Linked DNA regions of Hordeum vulgare: region 2 is linked to region 1. Evidence: chromatin contacts called from public Hi-C data. All regions are on one chromosome and are shown on one strand. The core of a region is the stretch at or near the end of the contact, and the rest is flanking DNA. Distances in the headings are between cores, read along the strand shown.

What was found. Hi-C and Micro-C count contacts between places; a contact is called where the count stands out from the background.
Region 2: a contact with region 1 is called in a Hi-C map of leaf, with 2.9 times the contacts expected there. The contact joins two enhancer-like sites. A contact is called at or near these places in 2 of 6 Hi-C or Micro-C datasets (leaf and seedling).

The regions. Positions count from the first base shown.
Region 1 is chr4H:592,433,183-592,437,523 of MorexV3_pseudomolecules_assembly, reverse strand. No RefSeq gene overlaps it. Among protein-coding and RNA genes, the nearest start is that of LOC123449854, 22 kb to the right of the region's middle. Within about 2 kb of position 3,088, at least 3 of the 3 cell types and tissues checked have open chromatin away from gene starts, as enhancers often do. A contact at or near this core is called in leaf, where this site is marked.
Region 2 is chr4H:592,804,116-592,807,997 of MorexV3_pseudomolecules_assembly, reverse strand. No RefSeq gene overlaps it. Among protein-coding and RNA genes, the nearest start is that of LOC123447380, 22 kb to the right of the region's middle. Within about 2 kb of position 2,202, at least 2 of the 3 cell types and tissues checked have open chromatin away from gene starts, as enhancers often do. A contact at or near this core is called in leaf, where this site is marked.

The sequences.
Region 1 (4,341 bases), core at 1,839-4,338:
GGCGAGGGAGAGGAGGGGGCTCCCGGCGCTGGAGCAGCGCCGACGAGGAGGAGGCGGGGGTATGGGGCGAGGGGAGGCGGAGAAGGGAGGAGGGGGACACGCCGACGGCGGCCGCCATGGTGGCCGGGGAGGGGTGAGGAGGACGGGAATTCCTTCACGAAATCCACGCGAGCGAGCGAGCGAGAGATATTTTTTTGAACCGGACGGAGAAGCACCGGAGTAGTTTTGCAAAAAAAATTATAGTAGTGGCGCATCACCTACAGATGCGTCATTAGTAACCCTGGTTACTAATGGCGCACCAGCTGGTGGTGCGCCATTAGTACTTTTGCAAAAAAAAATCAATTATAGTAGTGGCGCACCACCTACAGATGTGCCATTAGTAACCCTGGTTACTAATGGCACACCAGCTGGTGGTGCGCCATTAGTAGTTTTGCAAAACAAAAAAAATAGTAGTGGCGCACCAAGTGTGTGGTGCGCCATTAGTGTCCATCACACTAATGGCACACCTGCACATGGTGCGCCACTACTATATAGTAGTGGCGCACTACTTGTCTGGTGCGCCATTAGTGTCTATATCATCTATAGCCCTTTTCCTAGTAGTGTCCTCCGCAACGCTTGGCGAACCCGTGCCGGAGAACCACATAGCTCCACCACCACCACGCCGTCGTGCTGCTAGAACTCTCCCTCAACTTCTCCTCTCTCCTTGCTGGATCAAGGAGGAGGAGACGTTACCAGGCTGTACGTGTGTTGAACACGGAGGTGTCGTGGTTCGGCACATAGATCGGAATCCACCGCGATGTGAATCGCTGCGAGTACGACTCCATCAACCGCGTTCATAGTAACGCTTCCGTTTAGCGATCTTCAAAGGTATGAAGATGCTCTACAACCTCTCTCATTGTTGGTTTCTCCATAGATAGATCCTTGCATGGCGTAAGAAATTTTTGAAATTACTACGATCCCTAACAATTCCCCCTTTGTCACACCCGCCCTGACGGCCCCGGCGCACCGACCGCTGCTGCACACGACCGGCAGGTCCTGCGACAAGACCCAACCGCGGGTGGGCCCCGTAGCCGGCCTAAGAGGCTAGCGGTCGGGCCCCACCCCAAATCTTATAGTTACCATTGTACCCCTGGCTTGACTATAAAAGCCACGTCCGTGCCCGCTGAGAGGGGCAGGCTAAAACAGATAGCGACCCCACAACCGTACGTAGCATTCCACCTGAGGCAGCGAGACCGGCAGCTAGCGCTCCGTCTCCCTCCTCACGAACAGCTCAAGGAGCAACCATTGTACTGTGATTACATTATAGTCATCCAAGCAGGATTAGGGGTATTACCTCTCCGGAGGGCCCTGAACCTGGGTAAACCGGTGTCACACGAGTTGCACCTCACCCGCTCACAGACGTCGTCGGGGCCCATCGGCCCCCACCTATGAGTTAAGCCACCCCATGGCATCTGTCCCGGAAATACCACGACACACTCTCTTACAGGATTTGGCTTGGTAGAAGAGGATGATTGGGTGGAAAGGAACTTGAGGAGGCTAGAAATCAAGAATCATATGGTAGGAATGGAATCTCTTGATCTCAACACATGAGTCGGTGGTGTCCTCTCAGAAAATGAGTTGTGGAAGTGTAGTTTCGTTCTGATGGCTCTCTCAAAGAAAAAGTGGTGGTGGAGGGGTATTTATAACCTTCACCGAAAATCCAACCATTACAATATTACTGCACAACGCGGTGACACCGAAGTATAATCTCGGTGGTACCAACTAGTGCAAAAGATTGCCGCTTTTCGTTTTTTGTTGAGACCAAAGGAAACATCTCGGAGAGACCGATTTAGTTCACCTTAAGCATCCCCAAAGACTCGGAGGTTCCGATTGTTTCATCTCGGAGACTCCAAAATTAATGCAATCGACTCCGGCAAGTTGGTCACTGCTTTTCGGTTCCACCGAACGAGGTCTTGGCACCGAGAAGTTAGGCTTTGACTTAGGGGCTCTATCATAGGTGACTCGGTGGCACTGAAAGAGAAACTTCGGTTGGACCGATTAGGCTTTAGGGTTTTTGGACAAAAATTATGTGAGAATGTGGTTGAGGGTTTTTGGTGGAAAATCTCTAAGCACGTGAGCAACCAGATCGTCATCAATACCTCATTCCCTTTTAATAGTATTGGCTTTCCAATGGACTAAATGTGATCAAGATCCTTTTAATAGTATTAACTTTCCTATGAACTCAATGTGATCAAGATCACTTAAAGCAAAATGTAGAGTATTGAAGCTTTTGCCAATATGTCTCCTTTGCATCATAGGGGTTCCACATCACACATCCTAGCCAAGCCAATCATTGAACTTCTCTGAAATGTACTTGAGAGAAACATTAGTTCAATGACATATTAATTACCAAAACCACCAAGGGATTAAATGCACTTTCAGTAGGCCTCTGCGCTACACACCATGAGCACCAGGTGAGGTCCGATGCCACCCATGTTGTGCAGCTGCCCCAAGTTGACCAGGAGGCACCACTGTTGAGCTAACACTGTGCAACCCCGACCGCCCATCGTACCTTTCTATCGCCATGAGGGGCGGTACACTGGTTGCGAACCGTCGCTCCAGAATCCCCCATCCACGAGCAGCCAACCCACGGGGTGAGAGAAGGAAATCCTGCCACCGTTGACCTGCCCAATGGAGTATACCGGCGACGACGGGGGAAAGGGTCAAGAGAAGAGGTGGGAAGGCCGGGGGAGCCACCACCACCACCCGGGTCGTCTAGAGGAAGGAATGACGCGGTTGCCAGGTTAGTGCCCGTTATGAAGAAAAGTAGGGGGGCAATCTTACACCATTGTGTAGTAAATTTTAGAAGTCAAAAGGAGGGATGTGTAGGGTTTTCTTTTTTAACAAAAATGTGTTGGAAAATAAGTAATGCCCTAATTAATATAGCGAGGTAGAGGGATAGAAGCAAAGGGTTTGCCTTCATTTATCATCATTTACATTGGAACATTGCTTTAGTAGGGCCCCGATGGCCGGGACCAAATAATCACCCGTCACTAGTCACGCTAGCCGTAGCCGATCCCTGGTGAGCAAGCCACACAGGGAACAGCTAGCCGTGCCTGGGTACGTGTTGCTTCGACATGCAATGAGAATGCAACAATGGGTAACCCACACTACCGGCCAAGCAAAATTTCGTTTGCCAAGTGACGTACAAGCAGGGGTACATATGTGATTTTTTATGCTAGTACCGGCCTATAATTGGAGTGGAGGGGACCTGAGTACAGGTCAGCCAGCAATGTATCCGTCAGCTAGTGCGCACCACACATCCTCTGATCGGTCGACTTAATCTTCTCCCTGTATCTGTATCTTGTCCTCTCTCCTTTTTGGCGGGGCCTATCTTGTGGTCCGTGTCAATTTGTTTGATAGCAGTCCGTCAATGAATATTTGGCGTTGCCGGCAGACAGCAGAACAACATGACAAGCAAAGTTTATTTTAAACCTTGAATTTAATTATAAAGGTCCCTTACCCTTAAACTATACATTCCGGATTTTAATTAAACCTTGAGACATAAAAACTTTGACGTGGCAAATATCAACGGGATTCGGCTGACTGATGGGCCGTAGTCATAAAAACGCTGATGTTTGCACCCTGAAATATTAAAAATGTGTGCAAGATGATTCAAATCCATAGACTTTTTATTTGAAAACCGTGAACTTTTTTCCAATATCATTTAACTTTTCCTGAATCCGTGAATTCTTTTTATTCAAATTTTGTCAACTTTGTTTTATAGTTGTTGGACTCTTTTCTGTGAACCTTTTTCAATTGATGAGGTTTTTTCAAAATCAATGAAATTTTACCATATTCATGAACGTTTTTTTTTAAACAATGAACTATATATCATGGACACATTTCTTAAATATGTAAACATTTTATTAATTTGACAAGCATTTTTTGATTGTACAGGCATTTTATAAAAACAAATACGATCACATTTTATATACTACGCTGCCTCGCCTCCGCACGCTCATCCCGTGCGCTGCCTCGCCCCGATCCTGCCGGCCCAGCATGCCCGCCCATGTCGCTCCGCTACCGCCGGCTCAGCGCACCTGCGCACGTCGCCGCCGCCGCTGCCTACTGATGACGACACTACCACCAGTGGCCCTGTGTGATTGCCCGCGCGCGGCGTTCGGCTTCGGCTCGCTGCTGCCGACGTACGTGCATCATGGCTGGCTGCTGCCTGCGTACGTGCGTGCATGCAGGAGGTATGGTCGGCTGCTGCCTGCGTACGTACGTGCATGGCCGGTCGGGTGCACTACGTACGTGCGTGCGTGCCTGGCCGCCTGCATGGCACATCAAAAAATATAA
Region 2 (3,882 bases), core at 953-3,452, 370 kb before region 1:
CGAATATGTTTTGAACACAAGATCATTTTTTTCAAAATCATGAGCACGATCATTTTCCGACTATTTCTTTCAAATCGCTTTTTTTTTACAAATACACCAATATTTTTTGAATCCACAAAACTTTTATGATTTCCTTAACAAATTGAATTCACATACAATTTATAATTTTGCAAATATTTTTATAATTCATCACTTTTGAAATTTGGAAATGCCGAATTAATTTATACTCCGTAGAAGGATGAGAACAAAATGAGAAAAGAAGAAAGAAAGAACGAAATGAAAAAAGAATTAAAAGAGTCCAGCCAGGCTCATGAAGGGAGGACACTGCCTGAGAAAATGAAAAGGAAAAATTGCTCTCTATGGTTATCGAACGGTGGTTACTTGCGTAAAACAGCGTTGCCTTAGCCACTATGGCGGGCGAGCATATGTGTTCATTGTTCGTATCACCTCCCTATAATAACAAAGTAGACGGCGACTTTGGGAAAATTTGAAACGTTTTCTTAACCTATGAATGGCATAATGGATAATTTATATCAACTTTAAGGATAATGTTAATGACGGACGATCAGAAACACTAATTGCTTTATTATTAGGTAAAGATTTGTTTCAAATATTACTTGCAGTGCGTCACTTGCCGCAACTTTTTTTTTTTTTTAGATCCATATTTTTAAAATATTTTATCTCTTAAACCGCGCGTTCAAATCGCAAATCATTTTCACCATTGAGTTTCCCGTGTCGAGATCCTCAACACTAGATCTTATGTTGATAGGTTCCAATGAACTGTTTTTTATGAAAAACCAGACAGAAAAACCATACCTCTTGCGATAAAAAAAGATAGAAACGCGTTTTTCCATTTTCGAGAGACACGACCATTCTGACCGTGCCTCTTGCGAAGGCAAAATCGTGCCTCTCGCGGAAGAAAAGGCAGAAGAAAAACTATGGCTGAAAATAAAAAAAAACATATTTTTTTCGTTTCCGAGAGGAACGGCCATACCTCTCGCGGAAGCAAAACCTTACCTCTCGCAAAAAATTGTCTTTTTTTCAATTTCAAGAGGCATGGTCGTCCCTCTCGCGAACATAAAACCGTTGCTCCAAGGAAAACAAAACAGTGTCTCTTGCAAAAAAACAGAAAATATGTTTTTTCGCTCACAAAAGTGCAACCATGCCTCCCGCGAAAGCAACATCGTGTCTCTCGCGAAAAAACAGAAAGCACGTTAAATCTTTTTCCATCGAAAAGCTAAGAAAGACCGGTGAAAAACTGAAACAATAAAAAAATCAATTTAAAAAGTCAAAAACACGTGCGGAAAATAATAATAAAGAAGAAATCGAAAGGGAACGCTCATAGCGCGACACGTGGCGATAGCTGAGAATGCGCCAAATGGCGGTACGTCGTTGGGAGGGTCCCGATAGAGTGCTAGCTAACTAGTTGTTCCCTCCAAACCCACCTATACATGAGGTCTAGTAGCGGGCTGGTTCATATTTTTCTGTTCGTTTTCTATTTCTGTGTTTTCGACCTGGTTTACTTTATTTAATTTATTTTTATTTTTTTCATTACTTTGTTCTATCTATTTTTTATTTTCAAATCATTAAGTATTTTTCGAAATCTATGAAGTGGTTTTTCAAAATTGAACAATTATTTTGATTTTTTTTATTTTTCTTATTTTAGATATCTATGATGTTATTTTGAACATTTCATGAATTTTTTATTAAATTTTGGGAACATTTTTGCGAAATTAATGAACATTTTTCAAAATCGATGAACAATCATTCAAGCTCATGGTATTTCGAAAATTTGATGATTTTATTTTGTGAATCCGGTTGAAACTGATATTTTTCTTCGAAATTTGATGGTGGTTTTTATTTTTTTATTTTTAAAATATGTCATCCATTTGAAAAATCCTGCACAATTTTCATTAAATTCCATCAATTTTCAAAACAAATCCATCCAATTTGAAACGAGTTCATGAATATTGAACACAATGTTCACATAAAATGAAGACTTCACCAAGTTTGAAAAAGTTCATGTATTTAATGAAAAAAAGAAACAGGAAAGAGAAAAAAGAAGTAAAGAAAAACTTAGTGGAAAACACAGAAAAGACGAACATAAAGAATATGGGCCGGCCGCTACTAGACCTAGCTGCGTCTGCGCCCTATACGTAAACACTTTTAAGCAACGATCCAAAGGGAGATTCTATGCACCGCCGCGGGCGTCTGTTAATGATCCGGCACCTACGGCATTGCTAGAATGGATCGGCCCGTTGGAGTGCTGCCCAGTTTTTTTTTATTTTGCTTATTTAAATAAAAAAAAGGTTCATCCATTTGAAAAAAATCTCATATCTTTGAAAAGGTTCATCAATTTTTAAAAATTTAATCAAGTTCAAAAAAATTTCATTGAAAATGAAATAAGTTCATCAAATTTAGGAAAAGTTCGTTAAATTTTTTAAAAGTCCAATAAATTTGTAAAAAGATCGTAAAATCTCAACAAAAGTTCATGTATTTTAAAAAAATGTCATTGAACTGAAAAAAGTTCATCCATTTTCAAAAATATGTTCATCAAAATTTTAAAAAAGTTCATCTATATTGAAATAAGTCTATCAATCTTAAAAAACACTTTATGAAATTTAAAAAAAGTTCATAAATAATTAAATAAGTTCATGTAATTTTTAAAACAAATGTCAAATGGCATCTAGATAAGCCAGGCCATTTACGAACGCCACAATCGTCAGTTTACAAAAATGCACGTTAACTAACGCGTGTGACGCCAAATAGAAAGTGCGCAATCTAAAGCTGAACCTCTCACAGAGGGCAAGCCCACGAATGTACACACATGTGTGTTCGCCCTTCAATAAGCATAAGTATCACTACTGGATGCCAATCTGGGTCGAACAGGAGAGGCTCCTTTTGAAAGTTGTGGCAATTGGATGGCGCACTCTACCGCGTGCGATTTGTTTCTCGTTGGGTTTTTAGTAGGTTTTCTCCAAAACTCTTGTTGTAGTCTTTTACGGAGCTAGGTGGTTAAGATCCTATTAAAACATAAAATACTATCTTTGTACTAAAATAAGTATCTCAAGTTTAGTATTATATTAAAGCTACTATTAAGTTAAGACATTTATTTTAAAACGAAGGGAGTAGTATTTATAAAATTGTTCAATATGTGTTTTGACAAAATCTCAGTGTATATTAAAAAGAGTGCACAGTATATAGAAGAAAGTTTAGCACATAATAGAAAAAAATACGTAGTGTGTATTCAAAACTGTCCAATGAATAAGTAAAAATTCCATCTAGTATTAAAAATGTCCAATGTCCTTTGCAAAAATGATTATCGTGTATTCATAAAATCTTCATTGTATTATGGCGCACTCGGTTGCCAGTGGGCACCCAATGGCGTATGTTTGTTTAGGGGTGAGTGAAAATTGGTCAACTGGCCATCTACAGTAAGCCTATGCGTTTGTTGGTATTTTTTCTTATCATGAGCGAACTATTTTATAGAACAAATATTGGTAAAAGTTATATAAATGTTATTAAATAGTAAATTATTTTTTAAAATTTTCCCACTCATTCCAAAAGGTGTACATGAAATTTGAAAAATTCATGTGGATTTCGAATATATTCCTGATTTTATAAAATGTTTGTGAACTTTCAAAATTATGTACAGATCTTATAATCATCACTAGATTAAACCTCTACTTCAACGAAAACTCCACCTCCTACTCCTCATTATCCTACTGACTATAAGTTTTAGTCAACTTGACTAGATAAAGGCTTTCTGCAACTAAAACATGATGTTCACAAATTAGTATTTTTTTCACGAATCTAAGGGATGTTGCTAAATTTAAAACATCTAGTAAAATTTTATTAAAATAAAATTCTATGAATTGAAAA